Regions from separate parts of the Mus musculus genome. Here region 1 is linked to region 2. The links are chromatin contacts, called in public HiChIP or PLAC-seq maps. All regions are on one chromosome and are shown on one strand. The core of a region is the stretch at or near the end of the contact, and the rest is flanking DNA. Distances in the headings are between cores, read along the strand shown. Region 1 has its middle 15 kb from the start of Ctr9. Region 2 overlaps Gm21123 (a long non-coding RNA gene).

The links. HiChIP or PLAC-seq counts read pairs in DNA pulled down with a chosen protein or histone mark.
Region 1: an H3K4me3 HiChIP or PLAC-seq map of bone marrow-derived macrophages shows a contact between it and region 2, with 4 times the contacts expected there. The contact joins two enhancer-like sites. A contact is called at or near these places in 1 of 39 promoter capture datasets (liver), 1 of 15 datasets of contacts at CTCF or cohesin (large pre-B cells), 3 of 115 datasets of contacts at active chromatin or transcription factors (bone marrow-derived macrophages, embryonic forebrain and embryonic stem cells) and 1 of 9 other capture datasets (embryonic stem cells).

The regions. Positions count from the first base shown.
Region 1 is chr7:111,011,630-111,016,586 of GRCm38.p6, reverse strand. No RefSeq gene overlaps it. Among named protein-coding and RNA genes, the nearest start is that of Ctr9, 15 kb to the left of the region's middle. Within about 2 kb of position 1,471, at least 50 of the 459 cell types and tissues checked have an H3K27ac peak or open chromatin away from gene starts, as enhancers often do.
Region 2 is chr7:110,687,117-110,692,563 of GRCm38.p6, reverse strand. Gm21123 (a long non-coding RNA gene) reads left to right here. Exons shown (of 4, transcript XR_140838.1): 3 at 462-800; 4 at 1,355-2,401. Among named protein-coding and RNA genes, the nearest start is that of Gm21123, 9.9 kb to the left of the region's middle. Within about 2 kb of position 3,048, at least 136 of the 459 cell types and tissues checked have an H3K27ac peak or open chromatin away from gene starts, as enhancers often do.

The DNA of each region.
Region 1 (4,957 bases), core at 222-2,721, 330 kb before region 2:
TCACGGAGACGGAAATGTACGGATACACAGTGGGATTAGGTTTAGTTGTAAAGAATGAAATTATGACATTTTCAGAAAAGTAGATGGAACTAGAGACCATTGTGTTAAGCAAAATTAGCCAGAGAAAGACAAGTACTATGTATTTTCACTTGATACAAACAAAATCTAGAGAAAAAAATTTGTGTGTATATATGGTGTGTGTGTGTATGACATGAAAGAAGAAATGAGACCATGAGAGAAGAGGATGGAAGGTGGGAAGATGACCATGGAATATAGTGTCACAGAATGGGGACCATGTGGGAAGGAAAGGGACCAGCGAATGGGGCTTTGTGCATGGGGGGGCAGTGTATGTGGGGCAGAGAAACAAGGAATGTGTATGAACACATCACAGTGTGATTCCTCTCTGTGTACTAACCAAAAAGTTAAAATAAAGAGGGCGGGTGCCTAGGAAACCCACATGTAGGCAGAAAAGTGTTTATTTCATCTGCAGTCTGCAGAGAGGTCTACACGGAGACACCAGCCACCATACAGATCTTGTTTAGAATCACGACAATGGGGCAAGAAATGTAGACAGAAAAGAGCAGGAGACAGACCCTGAGGGATGCCGGTTCCCAGAGCCTGGAGGGGTCCACCAGGGGCGGGCAGAAAGAGGGACAGGCACCATCTCCCAGTCTTCCTTTGCAGCCTTCTGTGGCCTCCTGTGCTTTTACAGGACAGCCTGGCCCCAATGCGCTTCTGGCTTCATCTCTCCTGGCTCCTTGCCTCTCCCTGTCCAGTGCCCCCTTACCCTCCCACCCCACTGCAGGTCTGTTTGTTTTTTTAATTGTCAGCCTGACTCACTGCTGTGTTGATTCAGGGCAAGAAGCACCAAGGATTGTTCCTTTTTTTGTTTCTTTCCTTTCCTTGGTTCTGACATAGTATCTAGCAAACAGCAGGCATACAGTAAGTTTGATTCAGGAATGGCTACACTCTTTAACTCGACTGTGACTCTGTAAAGTAGCCTTACCCCATCTTTACCTTTTTGGTTTTTTTAGAAACAAATCAAGGACAGGATCCTTGGAACAAGAAGGTGACTTTTCACTAGTACCCCAGAGCTCTTGACTCTAGCTGCATATGTATCAAAAGATGGCCTAGTCGGCCATCACTGGAAAGAGAGGCCCATTGGACAGGCAAACTTTATATGCCCCAGTACAGGGGAACGCCAGGGCCAAAAAATTGGGAATGGGTGGGTAGGGGAGTGGGGGTGGGGGAGGGTGTGGGGGACTTTTGGGATAGCATTGGAAATGTAATTGAGGAAAATACGTAATAAAAAAAAAAAAAAAAGAAAGGTGACTTTTCACAGGATCCAGCATAGTGAGTAGTGTTGGGTGGGTGAAGTGTTGGTGAGCCTTGTTTTAGGGTCGATGAATGGGTAGTTGCTGGGGAGCCAGAGGCTGTATAGTCCAGCAGGGGGCAGCAGAGGGCCATGCAAAGCAGGGACTTCCGGCCATTGCATGGGCTTCTCTAGATCTCAGCTGAACTTGGTGCTTACAAGAGTCAAGACAGAGTGTTGAGATCTGCTGATACAGCACTGAGTGCCAGTGTCTTCCTGTGGGTCCCTGGGAAAAAGAAAAATAAGGTGGGAAGACGGGTGGAGGTGGATGTGACAACGGGGCTGCCTCACACTTGGATGTAGTGACTACAAGTGGGATTTGGGGCCCTTTTTGCTTCAGCCAGGCAGGGAGCTAGGAAGGGTTAAAGTGCTGGTCCCAGGACATACATGGTTGGAAATAACTTTCTTTCGTTCTCTAAACTAGTTTTCCTTCTCTCTCTCTCTCTCTCTCTCTCTCTCTCTCTCTCTCTCTCTCTCTCTTTCAGCAGGTTTTAGTGTTTGTTTTATATGTCCAACCTGTCACAGGTGCTGCTGGGGAAGGGGATTTTGCAGCAGGTCATTGGGGGCCATCGAGGCCACAGCAGCAGTGACCAGAGTGCAAGGTCTTGCATGGAAACTGATTTTGGTTTCTCAATTCACACACTTTGCATAAATGTGAACCACAACATAAATCCACAAGCCACGTGCATGTACTTATGTGCACATATCATCCATGTAACATTCACTCATGTGCTCAAAGGCATACACCTGCTACCCACGACCTATCATGCATACATACTAACTCACAGTCTAACACACCAGGGGGTGGGGCTCTGCAGTGGGTTTTATGGATACATTCCAAGTTCCTCTTTCTCACCTCCATGTCCGTGTGCAGAGAGAGCAACAGTGTGATTTAAGTCTAGGATCAAACCAACTCTCAGCTAATGGTACCAACACAACCTCAGCCCCTCTACATCGCCTTGGTGGCTGCAGCTGTTCTAAGAGTGAATGAGGGAGGAAGTAGCTGTGGAAGCTGTCGGCTGCTGCTCTGTTACCCCCAAGAAAAGGCCAAGTCAGAAAACGCTGATGGAGATGTGCAGACAAGAGGCTTGCAGACAGAGCTGGCAGTGGTTTTCCACCACCCCAGTATTTGGAGCCTTGGGACAGCCTATGCCACCTCTCGACTTTAGGTTCTGATACCACATTGCCGTGTGTCTTTAATTCGTTCATATTGGGCTTTTCTGTTTCTTATATCCAGGATTCTCAGTGAGAAGCAGCTCCCGTCGGAGCTCTTGATGAAGGCCGGGAACAGGCCCAGCCTCTGCTTTCCCTCCTTTCCTTTTGGTCTCTTGATCCTTAGTGTGACCACAAGGCACTGTGTGCAGTTCATGGAACTTCATGTAGGAGAAGACAGTTGTGCTTAAACCAGGATGGATGGCAGCCTCTCTCTCTCTCTCTTCTAAAGAGAGTGACACAATTCAAACCCTGGGGAAGACTGGCTCTCTAAGTGGATCTTAATATTTTGTAGAGGCCGAGATGAGAGTCAGGCCAGTGCCTTTGGATTTGGAGGGCGGAAAATCTTTGCTGTCACCCTGCTCCTCCCTCCAATCTCTCTAGCCACTCTGAGGGTGAGCATTACTTACCCTGCTTGGAAGATGGATTATGAAGATGTCTCAGAGAGGATGCCTTCTGCTCAACACAGAGTGGAGCTCAGCCTCCCGTCTAGGGTTCTTTGGCTCAAAAGCTTGTGGGTGCCTCTCCAGGAGGGAACGGCCTTGATTGAACTCAGACTGTTCATGTGATCTGCTTTGGGTAGGCTCTTTGGAGGAGAAAAGGGTAATGAAGAACTAAGACCTCAAAAGTTCTTGTATCTGACTTTATCTGACTTTCACCAGAGTGGTGGAGGAAGCAGGGAAGAGGGCCTTATAGTAGGTTCTCATTGTGGTGAGTAGGACAGGCAAGGTGGACCTTAGAAAGCCAGTTCTGGGCTGGGGCTGGGGCTGGGGCTGGGGCTGGGGCTGGGGCTCGCCCGATAAAGTGCTCAAAACACGAGGACCTGAGGCTGATCCCCAGGACCATAGTTAAATACAAAAGAGCTGAATGTGGTAGTGCACTTGTGTAATCCAACTCTGGGGACACTGGGACAGGCCTAGGCCACCAGGCCAGCCCCAGGTCTCAGTGAAAGACCTATTCTTAAAAATCATGATGGAGGCTAGAGAAATGGCTCAGTGCCTCAGAGGATCTGGTTTGATTCCCAGCACCCATGCTACAGCTCTCAGCTACCTGGAACTTCAGCCCCAGGAGATTCAGCACCCCCCTCTTGCCATCTTAGGTACTGCAAACACCAGGTGTATTCATAGACATACAGGCAAAACACTCATACACATAAAATACAAATGAACAAACCTTAAAAACAAAAAACTGATGGTTCTGCCTACAAGATGACACCTGAGACTGTACTTTGACCTCCATATTCATGTGCACACACACGTACACTCACATGAATCCACACTTACATGAACACTTACCCACTCACATGAACACCCTCCTACATGAACGCACATACACAAGCACACACATACATGAACCTAACACAGGAACACATACATGAGCACACATATGAACACCCACCTACACGAACACACACCACATACATGAACACAACACAGGAACACCCACCCACACGAACACCCATCACATGAAAACACACACACACACACGCACACGCAAAAGAGAAGAGAAAAGACAACAGCTCCTTTGGGGTGTGGGCCTGCAGCATAGGAACTGGCCATGTAGACTTAGACCCAACTATGGCTTCAAGTTCTAAGGTATTTGCTCTAGGGTGTCAGAGAACAGCAAACTGTCAAGTTTTGAATTTCAGGTCTGAACATGAGAGCTTGCTCCTTTGGTCTTGGTGTAAGCCCAACCAAAATCCACAAGTAAAGAACTTAACTCAGGGCTCCCCAAGAGCAGCTGTCCCCACGCTGCATTAAGGCACACAGTGCTTAGCAGGTTTGCAGGTACCCTGGAGTCCTTCCTCATAAAAAAATGCCATGTTCAGTGTGGGAGGGGGCAGGGAGGCAGTGCATGGCAATTCTTCCTTTTTCTTTTTTCCCCTTGGGAGCAGTGGGTGGGGGCAGGTTGGTGGGCAGTGGAGCAGGCTGAGCCACATGCTGTATCTGGTAGTGAGTGGGAAAGAAGGAAGAGTTTCTCAATGCATGGGCAGAGGGCTGGTGGCCCCATGGAGGCATTGAGACAAGGTTGAAGGCTTCTGAGTTCAGTGATCCTGATGTTAATCTTTTCTGTCAACTTGACTGGACTTAGAGCCATCTAGGAGATACACCTCTGGGGTGTCTGGTGTTTCCAGAGAGGTTTAACTGAGGAGGGTCATCCTCTGGCTGGTGCCTTCCCCAGCATGATGAACCTCTCAAACCATGAGCCAGACCAAGCCCTTCCTTCCTTAAGCTGCCTTTTCAGGATCCCTGTCGCAGCAGCAAGAGCAGCAACTAATACGCCTGGCAGAAAAGAGGTTGGTCCTCAGAGTCCTCTCACATCTGACCTAGGAATCAGACTGGGTGTGTCAGGAAGCCTGGCCACAATGCCTGG
Region 2 (5,447 bases), core at 1,799-4,298:
ACTGAAATGTGTTACTGCTGGTTTTGTTCTCTCCTGAGAGAAGTGCTAACCCTGGATAGCTCTTCACAAGGCCATCTGGGAAACCTGGCCTTTGGTACCACCAGCCATGCCAGGGTGGCTAAGTCTATCCCAGAACAAGAGATACATCTGGGCTAAGCAGAGACTTACCATCATTATCCTTCCACACTTTAATGTCCCAAACATAATCTTCCAGCCACATTCCCTGTATCCGTTGTTTATTGTTATATGATGATTCCTTCTAAACTCAGTAACTTAAAATAACACACATTAATTATGGGGGTCAGAAATTCAGGAGTGGCATAGCAGGGCTGTCTAGCACAAGGTCTCTCCTGAGATTATCATCAAGGGTTAGTTAGACAATCCTCAGAGGTTTGTTTGGGTCTGAAGCACCTATCTTAAGATGGTTCTCATGGCTTCTTATGACCTGGCTTCCCACAAAGCAAATCATCCAACGTGGAAAGAATGACCTAAATCAACGCAGATGTCATTCATCACCCAATCTTGGAAGCCACCACTGCTGTCACACCCCATCACAGCTATCACAGAGGCCAGCCCTACCAAATGAAGGGCAGCATGCACAGGGTGTGGGTAAGGAAGAAGAGATGACATGAGCCGCCTTGGATGTCGGCCACCACACACTCTCTACCCTCCCTCCATCTCTACCCTCCAGTCTTGCTTGAGAGGAGCCCACCTTTCTCCATGGTCAAAGAAGAAAGAACTTTAAAGGTCTCAAAATGGGAACTAAGCCCAGATATGCGTGCTTGAATGATGATAACCAGGTAAAGAAATGGGGAGTGGGAGTGGTGGGCGATAGCGCTCAGTGGATAAAACACTTACCACACAAGCATGAGGAGCAGTGTGTGTTTCCCAACACCCACATAAAGTCAGGCAGGTATCCTGACCACCCATAACCCCATCGTTCAGGAGGTAGACACAGGATTCCCCCAGGGAAAGCCAAATAGCTAGGTTAGTTAGAATTATGAGCTCCTGGTTCAGTGAGAGACTCTGTCACAATTAATAAGGTGGAGACCAATTGAGGAAGAAACCTGACTTCAGTTTGGGGCACCCATGTGTATCTATACATGTACCTGCAAGAGGAAAAAAAAAGAGGGAGGAAAGGAGTGAGGGACAGAAGAAGGGAGAGGGGAGGGAGAGAGAAAGACATTCACTTAGAAGGCCCAGAACCTTTAAGAAAGAAAATCAGTATGATTGTGGGAATAGATAGGAGACGCAGGTCTGCAGTGGCATTTTGTGAATAGAAATCTCATTATAACAGCAGAGCAGTGTTTTCCTCATCCCTGTCCATACTAGAGGTCAGTTTCGATTATTGTAGCGAGAGCAGCCACCATCTTGAACGACGTCCACACCACTGGCAGGAAGAGAGTCCTGGAAGGCCCTGCACTAGCGATGAAATACTCTGGCCCGGGGATGATGTATGTCCCTCCCATGCACAATCCACCAGCCATAAATTGTCACTCTGTCTCCAGCGAGCCACAGGGAGCCAAGAAGAGCAATCCTGTCACGTGCCTGGAAGAGGAGAAAGCTGGAAATAGTTGGCAAACAAGACTCATGACTCTTCAGCCTAAGAGAGCAAAACTGCAGAGAGGCAAAGGAGGGGTGGAGCTTGCGATTTAAATCCTGGGCAGGAGGAGACTTCTGCAAGGCTGTGCTAATTCATTAATAATTCCTGAAAACGTTGCCAGTTACTCCCTCTCCCTGGTCATTCTCTACAGCCTCCTCATGCCAGCCTAAAGACTAAAGATCGCCTGAGTACTCTGCCTCAAGTTTGGGGGTCTCCTTTACTTCTTCTCACTCTTTACCCAACACCCCACCCTCACCTCTCCATGGTGAGGGTGACTTGAGGAGTTCATGGACTTGAGGTCACATGCTCCACCAATTTCATCTTCCAGAGAACCACCCAGTCCCCCGGGATCCTTAAAGGCAGCCCCCAACCCACTTCACAGAGATGGGCTATAACCTCTAGGCCTACCCTGACCACTGACCCTGGTTCTTAGTAGGCCCAGTTAAGCCAAGCTCACATCAGCCTGAAGACCTGCTGACTCCAATTCTCTCCCTTTTGAGTAGATGCTCAACTCCTAGGAATCTCAAGTACTTACACACACTACTTGGCCCAGTCTCTTTTATCCAGGCCAAAGCATCCATCTCCCCAGAAGGCCTTCCCCAAGGGACCTGGGGGTGGTTGTGACATGTGCCTTGTAACACAATCTTGTCTTGCTGTAGACTCCATAGGAGCGTGCAGTTTTGTTCATGTTCTCATATGTCCTAGCTGCTGTGGTTAGAGCATATTTTGTTATTGTCCAGGCATAAGGCCTCTATGTGCTCGCTCACAGACTAGTAAACATCCATTGTCTATCAGGGGAACCAGGACCATCTAACCCTGATCTTTCATTTTCCATCCTCCAAGTCAGTGTGACCAAAGTCACACAATTAGTGACACGTGAAGGATTCAGACTCCGAATCAGTCAGACTGTAGATGCTGTGGCCTTAGCTTTAGATGGCATCAAGAGAGATGGCAAGGAAAGTTTCCTAGAGTGCCAACGAAAGGAACCAAAGTGCGTGGCTCAGGCCTCAGCATCCGGTTTTGTTCACTGAGAGCTGGACAGAAATGCTGGATAATACAAATTGTTTCAAAAAGCAAGAAAAAGAATTGCAGAACTGCACAGTCAGGCTACACCAGACCCTCAAACTCTGCGGGTAGACATCCAATTCCTATTTCCCTTGTAGGTGGAGTCCTGCTTTGAGTCTACCCTGTGATCTTTCTCTTCGGAAGCAGCCATGGAAACAGCCGGAACAAGCCCAGTGCATCCTTGCAACAATTCCTTCAAATCGGCTGCTCTCAGGAACTTCTTGACTCTTCAATACATCCCTGAACGGCGAACCTAGGGAAGTGGGTCCTGTTTGTAGCTTATGAGAAGCCACGACCAGGACACACACGGTGGCCAGGGGGCAGGCCAGGGCTGCAGAGAGCCAGAGGCGGAAGCCCAGCTGGGAGAACTCCTGCAGGAAGTGGGCGGGGCTTGGGGGAGAGCCTCCATCTGCAAGGAAATCCCCTCCCCTGGGTTCACTCAGAGGACAGTTCAGGTTGAAGCAAAGATGCCAGAGAGCAGGCAGCGAATCCAGACCCAAGGGGAGGCATAAATGCCAGAGACAACACTGTGAGAGGCAAGAAGGAAGCCAGGAACCAACTGAAGGTCCTGGAGCGTGTCTGCACTCGTCCAGCTTCTCTAGTTCAGGAGAGCAGAGAGGAATTTAATGGGAAGGAAATAAAGAAAAAAAAAAAATAAGAGCTATTCCATTTATTTTATGAGCTCATCAAAACTCTGATAACAAGACCTGTCAGGAATAGCGCACACACAGGAAGCAACACAGGGAGAAAAAAAACAACACTTACAAGGTCAATAAAACATGTGGAAAAGAAGCAGCCACGGTAGTGACGTTGGGGCTTCCTCTGGTGACTAAAATTAAACAGCTTGGGCTGGGGGTGTGGTTCAGTTGATGCAGTGGTCGCCTACCATGCACAAAGCCCTGGGTTTGATCCCCACCATTGCGTGCACCCAACATGGTAGCACAGGCCAACACTTGAGAGGTGGAGGCAGGATGATCACAAGTTCAAGAGCATCTTCTACTACATAGAAAGTTCAAGGCCAGCCTGGGATCCATGAGATCTTATGTCAAAAGAGGGAGGAGATGCTGGATGGCTCAGCTGGTAAGTTCTTGCTTCACAAATTTGAGGAGCAGAGTTGGAACTCCAACAACTATGCAAAAGAGCAGATTGATTTAAGCATACGGAGGGAGAGGACAGTAGATGCAAACAGATCCCTGAACCCATAACCAGCTAGCTTAGCCTAATTGGCAAGCTCTAGCTCTCAGGGAGAGACCCGTGTCAAAAACCAAGATGGGGGCTGGAGAGACGGCTCAGCAGTTAAAAGTACTGGCTATTCTTCCACAGGACCCAGTTATGATTCCCAGTACCCACATGGCAGCTCACAACAATTTCTAACTCAAGTGCCAGGAGATCTGATGCCCTCTTCTGGCCTCTCAGACACCAGGCACACACACGGTACAGAGGAATACATGTAGGCAAAACACTCGTATACATAATATAATAACAATACAAAAAATATTACAATGTGGATGGTGCTTAAGGAATGACACTGAAGGCTGGCCTCTGGCCTTCATGTGTATTCACACACACATGCACACACATGACTGCACACATACACATACAGGTTTATACCAATCATCAGTATTCAAGCCATCAGATTCACTATCTGAAAAATGTTAGCTAAAAACCCACATCCATTTCTGTTTGTTTGTTTGTTTGTTTGTTTGTTTGTTTTAGATATCCCAGTATCTCTTGGCATAATAAAGAGTGGTAGTATCTTATTTAAAATTAAAATACAATGAGAAAGAAATAAAAGAAACATTATAGTTTATTCATTAAAATCAGTAACTCAAAAGGATATTAGTTTTGGCGTTATTCCTTAATATTGCTCTGGAAATTAAGGCCAACACAATAAAAGAAAACACAAAATAAATAAGATGTATTTTTTTTAAACATGACATATTAAGGAAACAAAATTGTCAGTCAAATTTTAGTTATCAATGCTGTATATTAAAATCCCAATGTAACTCCTAGAAACAAAATACTCATTAAGGAGATCGTTAAAACTCACTAAGAATAGAATAAACATGAATTAAAACAACAGGATAAAATGTTAACAATCAACAAGTTTGAGACCATGGTGAAGATGTGGGTATCTCGGACACTACTAATGGTATCTTAGAGGAAAAGCCAGCTGTCTCTCTTATATTCCTCTAATCCTTTGCAGACCCTAGCTGAGTGAGTCACCATTTAGCTCAATTCTGAAAGTTGCTGAACAGAGTTCATGCAGACCCCACAGGTTAAGAGCAAACAGCTTACCCGCACCTCTCTGTCCATCAGCTATGGCTTGGGAATACCCACAATTCTCCACTTGTTTTCAATAATTTATTACAATGGCTCAAAAAACTCAAAGCAATAGATTTACTAGTTTATATATAATGACAGATATGACAACAGAGACAGGGAGAGAGGAGTGCTTGGAGGGGTATCAGCATGGAGCAGGGCTCAAGGGTATTGGTCTCTACCAAGCTGGCGTGTGCCACCTCTCAACCTGTGGGCACAGTCACATACCCACACAGCCATGCCCATACCTGATGGGTGTTTGTGGGGACCTCCTCACAGAAGCCTGATCAATCTTTCAGTCTGCCTCCAGCTCCTCTTCTCTCCCTGGGAAGTGAGGAGTTAGAGCAGAGAATGGCTGGGTCTTTCTGGTGGCCAGCCCTCCTCCAGGAATTCCCCCAAACAGTCATTTTTGTTAGAACAAAAATGCTTCTAGTACATTTCCAAGGGTCTTAGATCT